Linked DNA regions of Bicyclus anynana: region 1 is linked to region 2. Evidence: chromatin contacts called from public Hi-C data. All regions are on one chromosome and are shown on one strand. The core of a region is the stretch at or near the end of the contact, and the rest is flanking DNA. Distances in the headings are between cores, read along the strand shown. Region 1 overlaps LOC112055340 (suppressor of cytokine signaling 2). Region 2 holds the start of LOC112055340 (suppressor of cytokine signaling 2).

Region 1 (6,578 bases), core at 2,678-5,177, 55 kb after region 2:
TAAATTTTGAATGCGCATCGAACACCTGCCTGCGAATGAATTTTACTTACTTATTTATGTATGTGATTACTTTTAAATCAAATTATATGATTGTTTTCTCTTGAAATTTCAAAAAAAATGATTTAATGAACTACTTTAATTTGGCTGTATAAAACTGTTAACTTTATCTTTTAAACCTACAATAAAAAAATATTATTATCATAAAAATTACAGCGTTTCATAGAAGTATTCGTGACTGGAGGTGCACGCAACACGTTTACAGTGGAGTGAACTTAGTAACCAGGTCACGCATTACTTAACGTTTTTCGGTCAGAGTAACTCTTTTTATAGACAAGTTTTGTACCTTAAAAACAGTTTTGAATTTAATATGTAAGTATGTACTTTTTATTTTAAAATAGTTTGACTACTGAAAACTTTGTATTTTACTGTCATGCTAGATATATGTATATGTAAGTAAGTAGCTACATTTATAAACATATACTCCCTAATGAATAATATGAAACTATTAATTTTCTCTTTCGTGCTATTGCCATTATTCATTATTTACTAGAATGGATTGAGTAGAATAGACATGAATGTAAGATTACGCAGAATCGTGCGCTACGTACAAATAATACAATGGAATGAAGATAGCAAGCAAACGACTAGATAACTGGATAATTGTTGTTGGTTGGTGAATGAATTCTCGGAAGTAGTGAACGTTCGAGTTTCGTATCACTCGGTTGTCGCTCGGCAACGTCCTCCAACGTTGATCCCCACTTTTCGTTCGTACGAGTCAGAGAACAGAGTCAGTTTGTAGCGAGTATTCATCAAATTGACTGCATACAGAGCGTCGGCGCGATCGGTCAGCGGTGGACGTTTCAGTGTTCCAATAGTTTTTATTCGATTTAATTTATAGTCTTTACTATTTTGTCTTTGGTATTGTGAAAGTGCCCAACACTACTGTCATTATTTTATGAAGTTGTAGTTGATTTAATTACCATTTGTCATTGTCGCGTCGCCTCGTCGCCTGCCTGTGCCTGTGCCTTCCAAGAATTTCGCTTACGGACGCGTTATTGTGTTTTAACAATTTTGTGTTGTGAAAAAAGAAATAGTGCATAAAAGTTCAACAAAACTTATCGGACATTACCGAGTGAATAACAGTTTTTATGATTCCAAAGTGCCTATGTGAATTAATACAATGTCGGATCGTCATTGACTTGGAATTTGCGTTGCTGTTTTTAGTGAATTAATCAAACCGTGGCCTCCGGAGACGAGGCGGGTGGTACACGTAAAAGTCCACCAAAAAGTGAACACCAAATGTGCCTGATTGAGCGGCGGGAAACAAAACTGTCACCTCTAAACATGACTATAGCAGCGAGGTTACCTCTACAATCTTCAAGTGAGTTCGAGGAACTATTGTTCTTAACTGTAGGACATACAATAGGTATTTTAGTTTAGGTTATTGTATTAAACATAAAAAGAGTTTAAAACTTTCACAGCGCAGAATTTTAGGTTATATTATAAGTAGAATTCTTATCATTTTAGCTATAGTGACAATGCGTTTTGACTGTTGGAAAGTTTTGTTTTAAACTCTCTGATGCTCTCGACTTCGTCCGACGAATTTAGGGTTCTAATATGCTGCAGTGTTCTTTAGATAAAAATGATTTTCAAGTAAGGTTGTAACAACAACTTTATGTATCATTTAAAAACATAGTTCTAAGTACTTACGTGTATTGCTTTGAAGTAAGCATGTAGGTCTAGACAAACTAAATTAATCATATCAGTATGAAACGAGGAAGTATTCTCATAAAATTGTAGGTACAAGTCATTTTATTGAACAAACATTAAAACATTTAAATAGTAAGTACCTGGTTTAAAACTTATGAGGGAACTGATTATTACCTATATTCATTCTTGTATTGCTAAAAATCTTTTACTCTATGTAGTCAGGTAAAAATAAAAAAAACCTGTCTACTGTAATTACTTATCAATGTTAGAAAAGTCTTGATAAAAAGTATGGAACATCATTGAAAAATATAACAAAGTTGCCTGGCATATCCTTGAGCTAGTTTTGTTTATCCATTATTGATACACATATGCATGCATTTGGTCTAAGGTCCATTAGAAATATATATCCTCATCTGTTATTCATTAGTGATAAGAAATAAATGAGAGATAATGTTCACAGAGACAAATTGCAAATAACTTGCCTAAAGAAATTGCAGCCAAACACATTTTTCATACAAAATCTAGGAAAACAATGAACTAAATCAAAGGAAACCTTAACACAGTTAAATTAGCTTCTTTCATTTGACATATTAGACAACTAAATAACTGATGAGGGTATATAAATAACATTACTTGAATGTTTATATCTGGCAACCCCACAGTTGCAGCAGAAAGCTAGCAACCTTTACTTTTTCAATTCTTTTGGGTATGGGTAACTAGTGTACAATTATTTTTAATTGACCAATTAAAGAAGGAGATTAAATAAATTAAAAGAAAAATCACTTAATACTTACTATTCAGCTGAAATTTAACTAGGCAACCTATGTGCAATGTGTCCTAATCCTAATGAAATAACAGATAAGTGTATATATTTATTATGATGGATTTCATACTAATTAGTCTGCTACTATAGCGATAAAATTACTTTTTCTGTCACTGTGAACTTTCTCTGAAATATCAATAAAAATGTTCCCGCATTTAATCATTACCTAGTTTTTCTTGAAGAGATCTTTTTCAGCGTAAAGGCCATCTTTTGTGCAAGGCTTATTGTTTGTTTTTTACTTGCCTCTGTGAATATTTTTACTGCTCAGTAAAAAGTGTTGAGTATTGTTATGTAAAACTCCTTCTTTAGTCTGTATCATGAATTGTGTCTAACTAGGAATTATTTTACACTAACCAATGCCCCACGGTTCTTCCCATGTATTTCTTGATGTTTTGGGATTATATGAATAAAATATAGCCTGTGATACCCACAAATAATGTGGCTGTCTGTCTGTCATTGGTATAAGAAGTTTCATTATCAGCTTATTTAAACAACCCACTAAAGGCAACCCCTTTTTTTTATTCTTTACAAGTTAGCCCTTGACTACAATCTCACCTGATGGTAAGTGATGATGCAGTCCAAGATGGAAGCGGGCTAACTTGTTAGGAGGAGGATGAAAATCCACACTACTTTCTAGACAGCATCGTACCGGAACTCTAAATCGCTTGGCGGTACGTCTTTGCCAGTAGGGTGGTAACTAGCCACGGCCGAAGCCTCCCACCAGCCAGACCTGGACAAACTAAGAAAATCTCAATCTGCCCAGCCGGGGATCGAACCCAGGACCTCCGTTTTGTAATACCACTGTGCCACGGAGGCCCTCCTTATAGTTATAGGATATCTTCTATGATTATGGAACTTAGACCTACCACACTACTCTAAAGGGGGTTGGTGGGATTGAAGGTTATGGTTGCTGATCAAATTACAAGCACATAATATCTATGCCTGAACTATGCAAGACATCAACGTAGAATGTGATCCTTACATACTTTGCTGCAGTTCATTTCATGTAGGATGGTGTGGATGACAGTTCGTTTCACTGTTGAAAGTTTGCTGTGATTCACGATAATATTACATATTATAAACGTCATATAGGCGACTGTCACTGTACCCATGCTATCTGAAAAACACTTTAGGGAGGGTCATCTGAATTATGAAACATAAAAAAAAATATTTGTTTGTCCACAGATGCGTGTATGGAAGTGGGTGTACCTCTAAACAACTGGTCCTCAGGCGTCGCTTGCTGTCCGAACTGCAGGCATGAGCTCAGGGTATCGCTGGCCTGTGCGAAGGCCCACTCTCACTCTATGACCCCCGCGACACCACCGTTCAGCCTGCAGCCTGCATACTTGCCTCACTCTCCGTACACCATTCCTTCGTCACCTGTATTACCAGCGCCATACAACGATGAACTGAGGAGGTTAGCGGACACGTTACGAGCGTTGAGGCTATCCGGCTGGTACTATGGGAATTTGGATTGGCAGGTTTGTGCATTTCTTGGTTTCATTTTAGATTTAATGTTAAATGAACTAGAAACATAACTTGGAAGGCTAGAAAAAGTTTTTTGGTCTCTTATTGCATGTGTTATTAACTAAGTTCTTAGGATGGATTCCTACATCTAGTCAATTGAGGAATTTATACTTTTTAAATTGGCTCTGGTCTAAGGTCGCGCGTAACTATATACGTACCATTGTTTTAAACATTCTACTTTCAATGCCGCTTTTACTCTTATTAATGCAATTCATATTTAATGTCATATTTTTTTTTGTGCTTTTTATAATCTTTCATGCATAGTTGGAATCTGCCTCATGCATCCTAGTAGAGTCAAATCACTTAACCTCTATAAGTTACGAGTAGTAAGATGGCGAATTCGTACGTAACACTCTCGATGGTCCACGGGGGGCTGGTGGCGGGTAGCGATGACAGATTTCCTACCCCGTCGCCCACATATCATGGGAGTGTTATCAAAAACTTTACCAAGCTATAACTTCTAACACTTCAGTATAAAAATAATACATTCCATATAATGATGACGATGTTCAAAACTTGCTACGTAATGCTATTTCAACTGCGTAGGCGTTTAGCACATACTGTGTGTACCTCCTGACCTATATTTAGCTCAATATCGCATACAGTCAAACCAAGCGTGTGCGAAATATTCGTGCATCTTTTGACTAACATACCTTTAAAATTCAAACCCTCAGAAATGTAAAAAAATGTAATTTAAGCACTTACAATCTTAGGATACTATAACTTTTAATATTCGTTGACGAGTATTGTATCCAAAGATTGTCCAAAAATAAAACATAATCTGCTCCGTAGATAGAGAATTGATAGACAACTAATCGACGAGCTGTTGTAAAAGTCAAGTCAAGACATAAGATTTCGACATACACTACACTGAACTAGTTTTTCAGCAATATATTATTTGGTGGTTATTTAAAACTACACAGCCCTCGGTTTCACATGCATAGTTCCCGATCCCGCGTAAATAAAAGCCTATGACACTCGCAAATAACGTGGCTTTATAGTGGTAAAAAAATTCGAAAATCGGTTCTGTAGATACAGAAATTCCCCCTACAGTACCACAAACTTTACCTCTTTTAATGTTAGTATAGATTACTCATTTCATTATTATCGCAATGTGATGAATTCTATCTATCTATTAACTTCTCTATCTACGGTCTGTTCCTTAAAGTCATTGGACTTGACTCGATAGACGTCACAGTTGGCGATATTACGTCACATAATGTTTGTAAAGCTTGCCGTATCTTATTTGTCTATGTCATCGCATTGCAGGGTGCACGGAGTTTACTCAAGGAGACTAAAGTGGGCGCCTACGTGATCAGAGACTCTGGCGACAGGAACTTCATATTCTCACTGTCAGTGCAAACTGACAAGGGCCCCACGTCTGTGAGACTACACTATGAACAGGGATTCTTTAGGTGAGGCATTTTTTTTAAATTTATTTTTACTAACGGCAAAGACCTCCCGTCGAGCGATTTAGCGTTCTGGTACGAGCTCGTGTTGAAACCGAAGAGGGTTGTGGATTTTCATCCTCCTCCTAACAAGTTAGCCCGCTTCCATCTTAGACTGCATCATCACTTACTATAAACAGGCCTAAAACTTGAATAAATCCCTACAAGTGACCGTGACAGAGAACGATCCAAGATGACGTCATTTCGGTGGAAGATCTATGTTACATGATCGCAAAAACGAAAAATCGCTGCAATTTGTTGTCGTGACTGTGATTTTAAAGCATTCACCGAGTTACATAATGGCCCTGCAGGTGAGGAGACTGTAGTCAAGGGCTAACTTGTAAAGAATAAATTAAAAAAAACCCACATAGTTCCCGTTACCGTGGGAGTACAGGGATAATATAATATAGTTTATGTTACTCCTTATTACAGCAACTGGCAGATCAGTGAGTCCCGTCAAAATCGGTCTAGTCGTTTCAGAGATTAGCCGGAACAAACAGATAACAAACATTTTAATTTGACAAACAGGAGGGCTACTATCAACTTTATCCTAGCGATCCAAATCCGACGCTATTCAACTTCGGTGCCTATATTGAATCGTTTTTAATTCGTACCATGACATCTCCTAAACTGAATAGCATTTGAATCGTCTATATTGAATGAATGATCGACATTTGTCTCTGATCTGCGGTTGAATAGCAATATGTTTGAGAGAGACAACGCTACAAAAAGTTAAAAGAAAAGCGCGAACTTTGAATTTATTTTGGTTTTAACTTTAAATTGTTAGTTTATCTTAAATATTATAGTTAAATTACTTAACAAACAATGTATGCTGTTAGTATAATATTAGTTACGATTTATTACGCAGTGTAGGTGGACAAACATAAGTACCTACCTACCACTTCAATACAAGAATTTTAAGTGGTATTTTTTTTAGAGAAACACGAGACTTAGAGGTAGTTCGCAACATCTATGTTTACACTTCTCAAGCCAGAACATTTGGCTTCAAATGACCCTAATATTTTGTCAAAAAGTTGTTTAAATATATTATTTTATGAAACTTTTGTCTG
Region 2 (5,965 bases), core at 1,356-3,855:
GAAACGCCAAGGTTGGTGGTTCTGGGAAGTGCGGGCGCAGAGTACGTGTGGACGGCGAGCGAGCGTGCGCCCGTATATTTACGACGCGAGTTGCGTGCCACTCGGCCTTATAGAGAGCTAGGGCTGCCCGTGTGTTTACAACATAGATCGCACATCAGTCTGCCTTTCAGAGCTTCTTTAAAACTATCGTTAGACATTCTCAGCCCTAACTTGAGAAGGAGGTAGTGTTATACCCCCGCGCTTCAGAGATCATGTGAAGCTGTCGGCGCTAGACAAGATCTATAGTGGCGTGCACTTCATAGATGCTAAAATACACTGCTTACCCTGATGACTTACAATTTATACGAATAATGCATTATAAACATTGTAAACCTAAACCCGCAAACTCTCATTGGAGTGCACACTATCTTACACACAGTTGGGCTGGCATTTATTTGTCCCGTGTGCTTACATCGCGGGTTACATGGCACTGCATTCGGCCATATCTAATTACAATTAGGGGCAGCATATATTTGTCCCCTGTATTTACAACACGGGTTACATGTCAAAGTCAAAATTCATTTATTTCAAATAGGCTTAGTTTACAAGCTCTTTCGAAACGTCAGGTAATAATATTAAAGTTAAGTCAATGGTGATAATAATTATTCGAAAATTTAAAATTAAAGTTACGAGGGTTCCAACGGGACGCCTTGGTCCGAGAAGAGCCCACAACAAAATCAGCCAGATTTATCCATGGCACTGCATTTGCCCATAATCAGAGTTAGGGGCAGCATACATATATATTTGTCCCGTGTGTTTACAACGCGAGTTGCATGCCAGTCGTCCGTATTCACAGCCAGTGCCGGCATTACATAAATTGTCTCTATATTTCGAGCGACACGAAATTTTATTTTAGTCGGCCTTATTCAGAGTTAATGGTGGCATATATTTGTCCCGTGTGTTTACAACGCTAGTGGCACGCTAGTTGGCTATATTCATAGGGCTGGCAGATATGTGTGACGACGTGAACTTTATGCCAGTCAGTCTTATTCTGAGCAAGGGCTGCCATATATTCATCCCGTGTTTTTACAGTGCGAGTGACTAGGCGTCCGTTTTCAGAGTTTTCGTGCTGTATTATAATTATCCGACTGCCAAGAAGGGTTATGTTTTTGTATGTTAAAACTAATCTAGATTGTTTAATGGGTCCCGACTGTTTTCTAACTGCTTTCAACACTACTGGTTAGAATTTATTTTTTTCTTTTTATTATTGTACTTTATGCAGTCGGGTGGTATTTTTGATTAATTTATTGTCTGTTTGTGTGTTAGTGAATGGCACGAGTTTTACGTTAGGCCATATTTAGAGCCTGTTTTGATTTGTATGAATTTTTGTGTGATAAATGGCTCCTTGGAGTAGTGCATAGGCTTCTTGTTACTACTTTTTATCCCGGAAAAACCCCATGATTCCCGCTGGACTGGTAAAAAACAGAATTCCAAGCGAACGAAATCGCGAGCGTCCGCTACTATATTTAAAAAAATATATCATTGCCTTATTTTTTGTTTTAATATGGCTTCGTTATACATTAAGCCAGACTTGTAAGTAAGATTTGTAAGTAATAATTTTTATCAAATATTTTGGCCTACTAAGGGCGAAAATGGTCAAATATAGTAAATTCGTCGTTGGCTGTCAGTCAGTTGAGTCAAGGCAAAGTTACTAAAACTTGTGATAGTCTACCGAAAAAAGCTACTTAATCACTTGAAACACTCTTGTTCAACCTCCACTTCACTTGTGGACCTATATTACAGCGCTATATTGAAAAAATTGCATTCTTAAATTCGTACTTTAAGCAATAAAGCTAAGCAATGAAAATCAAACGAGAGCTACATATGATTTCTACGATTTTTCCGCTAAATTCTTTTACAATGCTTTGCATTATGTCCCAGGGTTGTCAAATCAAAATATGCTCTTGCTCATACGACATACTGTGTAATGGGGATGATGACAGGTTTTGATATATTGATTTTTACGAAACATTCGGGTAAATAAGGTCAATATTAACCAATTAATACGTAAAAATCAAAGATTAGCTGGATGTTTGCAAACATTTTTAGCTTCCTTACATTAAACGTGACATTTTTCATTACATGAACTATAAACATAAACGCACAAATAACAAAGATATTTGTAATTTTGTTTGAACGTCCATACAAATCTAACGATCATTATGATCAACGACGTCATTAATTCGTGCCATTTTGTATGGAGCGTTTTTAAGGGAGCGTGACTGTGCCGCAAATAATCCCTGTAGCTCTGAAAGTACTTAATGATCGTAGATATCCTGTTACGTTTACAAAATTGCTTTACTATTAACATACTTTTAATTTATATACAACTAGTGACGCGTAGTTCCCATTCCCGTAGAAATACGGGAATAAAATAACACTGAAAGAATTTTTCAAATCGACCATTCTTGAGATTAGCGCGTTCAAACCAAGAAATAAACTCTTCAGCTTTCTAATATTCGTATAGAATGAAAAAACTGTCATAACCCCTGTTGACAACCCTAATTCTTCGCCAACGCTATCGCAGGCGACTGGCGAGAGAGTTGTCGGCGGTCGGTACTCGGTCGCCGGTCGGCCAGTCAGTAATCGTGCATGACACGGAGTCTACGTCGCGACGGGCGATACGCGAACTTTCTCCTTCGCGACATCGCACTCGCAACTGTGATACACGATCCGAACCGGCCAGTGAAATTGAATGTGCGTTTTCTCGGAAGAGGTTTTCTGCCACGGCCGCCGTTTCTGCAAATTAATTTCTTCGCTTCCACGAAACCTGGCCATAAAGAGTTTTACATGGAACCGGCGATAAAGTGGTTTTGAGGAAATTATAACTCCAATTATTTAAACTTGTGCTGTGTTTCTGTGATCGTGCGTGCAGGCGTCTACATTGGATCCCAACCACCCGGGCGCACCTCCAATGGTGGTTAAATTACCAGGTGAGGGGCTTTGTCTTGTACCATCTGCTAATACTAATATTTTATTTCAGTATGATATCTGCCGGGTAGGAAAGGCAAGGATTTTTAGGACCACTTAATAATGCATTTCTAAAACATATTATCTGTTATTAAATAGCGCTTAATACACGCATAATAAATAGGTAGACCTAATAAGAAGGCTTAAATTCGAGGTCACGTGATTGTACGATTTGTTTTCATGGTGACAATAACTATAAATAAAAAAAAAACGTATTTTTTATGAATCTTATTTGATAAGAGCTGAGTTACAGCAATGATGTTGTATTTGGTAGTTTACTCAAATTATGAAAGTAAGATGTAACCTGGAAAATAGTAGACTATAGGTACGAAATTAGGAAATATTTTCGAATCGAAAATAAATCGAAATATTAACGAATCATCTTGCTTTCCGCGAGAGATTATAAAAAGTTACGATCGTGCTTAGCAGTTCGGCTAAGGGCCGGACAATCTAGTTTTTACTAAAATTCAAAAATTTCAAAATTTCAAATTCATTTATTTCAAGTAGGCTCACTTTACAAGCTCCTTGGAGACTATATTTATGTACAGCTCGTGTGGATTAACTTGACACTTGACTCGAAAGATGTTTGTAATGGGTTTGTTTGGTTGTGTGTGGTGTCAAGTTAATGCACACGAGTTGTACCTACCTATTTGACTGATTACCGTAAACTACCACATCAGTTGATTCAGTAAAGCGGTCCTGGGTCAAGCTATGAAATATTGAGCTATTCTTTCTTCGTAATAAAACTTATTTTTTTGGTATTTTGTAATAAATCAACATCAATAAATGCGCGGATTTTGAAATTGCCTGAACTTTTTAATCGACTTCAAAAAGGAAGAGGTTCTCAAGTTGATTGGGATGTTTTTTTTTGGTTGTTTATTTTTTTTCTCGATTGTTTCTGGTGCCTCCTTAGACGGGATGAATCTAGGGCTGTAGCCTGTAGGCAACTGGCTCCCTTATGGACTGCATGGAATAACTCACCCTTACGACGGCCTCCGTGGCGCAGTGGTATGCATGGTGGATTTACAAGACGGAGGTCATGGGTTCGATCCCCCGCTGGGCCAATTGAGGTTTTCTTAATTGGTCCAGGTCTGGCAGGTCTGGATGTCTTCGGCCACCACCTTACCGGCACAGACGTACCGCCAAGCGATTTAGCGTTCCGGTACGATGTCGTGTAGGAACCGAAAGGGGTTTGGATATTCATCGTTCTCCTAACAACTTAGCCCGCTTCTTACATTGCATCATTACTTACCATCAGGTGAAATTGTAGTCAATGATTAACTTGTAAAGAATAAAAAAAACCTTCACAATCAAATATGTGTATAGCAAGGTGCGGGTGACAGTTGCCTTAAGTCGTAATACGTACTGTTATCATTGTAATATTGAGTTTGTTGTGGGCTGTTCTCGGACCAAGGCGCGTTTGGAACCCTCGTAACTTTAATTTTAAGTTTTCGTCTATTATTACCACCATTACATTAAATTAAATTTTGACATATACCTGACCTTTCAAAAGTGCTTGTAAACTAAGCCTAATTGAAATAAAAGAAATTTGAATTTCGAATTTATAAAAATCGCGACAAACTTTCAAGAGTGAGGTACAGGTGACAGTTGCATTATGACTTGAGTAAAATGAACTGTCACCCGCACCATCTTACAGCGCACGATATAGGTATAGATATCGCATATACAGTATCGTACGTATTGCTGTGTGTCATATGAAAGTCACGTATAAAATGGAGCACAAACACAAACACAAGTAAAGGCGGCGCCACACGATATCTGCGAGGTGTAGGGTCAGCTTTTATGTGCATCGTTATCCGCTGTCACTAAGCGCGCATCTTTACTTGCACTTTATATCTTCTTAGCTACGGTTTCAGTCTTGTAGTTCCCGTTCCCGTGGGAATACAGAGATAAAACATAACCTGTGATATTCGCTGATAATGTGGCTTTAAAATGGTGATTTTTTTAAATATTCATTTAGTGGTTTAAGCTTGAAAGCGTAACAAATACTCACTTTTACATTTATAATTAGGATTTTGGTGTATCTTTTAACTTCTCTATTATTTCCTACATTAACATTCCTCATTTAAGACTTGTTTTTCATGTTAAAGTTGCGGGTTACATTCGAAGACATAAAATGAATTAATTAAAGGTAATCATCGATTACGCAGGGGCTCGGCGGCAGGGTATCACCCCACCCAGGGTGCGGGGGACACTCGCATCTTATTTCGTATATACCAGGGTTTCTCAAACTCTCAGCTTTACGAACCCCTGGTAAAATTTCCAAGTGACAACGAACCCCTTACTAATTACTGGGAACCACCCCCCCAAGAAAAAAATAAGGTTTTTTATTTGAATAAAAGGTAACACATAAAGTACCAAAACAAACGTCTTTGTAATATTAATGTGATGTGTATGCTTGTTTCTTGTCGCAAATGGATTCAATGATATGAGTAATTTTGGACAATTTTAACCTTAATTCTGACCCGGTATCAGTTATCAAGCCACAGTTAGTAAATCTTGTCGTGAATGGCGAACCCCTAGGGGTTCGCGTACCCCACATTGAGAAACCCTGGTATATACAATAAAGATTGCATCCGATTTTATGTATATTGTGGACACATACATTGTGTCTTGTGGACACAATGTATGTAGACGATTTCAAATGTTTGCATGCAGTTGGAAGGTGTGAATGTCACGGAAATCGCATGAGAACTCGTCACTAATTATAATGTACGATAAGGTTAGGTAAATATACCTACATTTGTGTACAATTACGTCATAAGTAAATATTGTAGTAGTAGAAATATCTTGTCATGACGACATGATTTTTCAATAATCATTGCTACGACATTTTAAATCATTGTCATATTACAGCTAATTTATTGAAAACTAGCGGACGCTCGCGGCTTCGTCCGCCTTTAGACAGCCAGTCCTTACAGTAGTATCTCCCGTT

The links. Hi-C and Micro-C count contacts between places; a contact is called where the count stands out from the background.
Region 1: a contact with region 2 is called in a Hi-C map of whole body, with 3 times the contacts expected there. The contact joins the enhancer-like site here to the promoter of LOC112055340 in region 2. A contact is called at or near these places in 2 of 2 Hi-C or Micro-C datasets (whole body and whole larva).

What each region holds. Positions count from the first base shown.
Region 1 is chr11:3,486,279-3,492,856 of ilBicAnyn1.1, forward strand. It overlaps LOC112055340 (suppressor of cytokine signaling 2), which reads left to right. Exons shown (of 5, transcript XM_052884159.1): 3 at 3,719-4,014; 4 at 5,330-5,475. The coding sequence starts at 3,727. Among protein-coding and RNA genes, the nearest start is that of LOC112055341, 14 kb to the right of the region's middle. Within about 2 kb of position 3,928, at least 3 of the 8 cell types and tissues checked have open chromatin away from gene starts, as enhancers often do.
Region 2 is chr11:3,432,201-3,438,165 of ilBicAnyn1.1, forward strand. LOC112055340 (suppressor of cytokine signaling 2) reads left to right here and starts at 2,606. Exons shown (of 5, transcript XM_052884159.1): 1 at 2,606-2,972.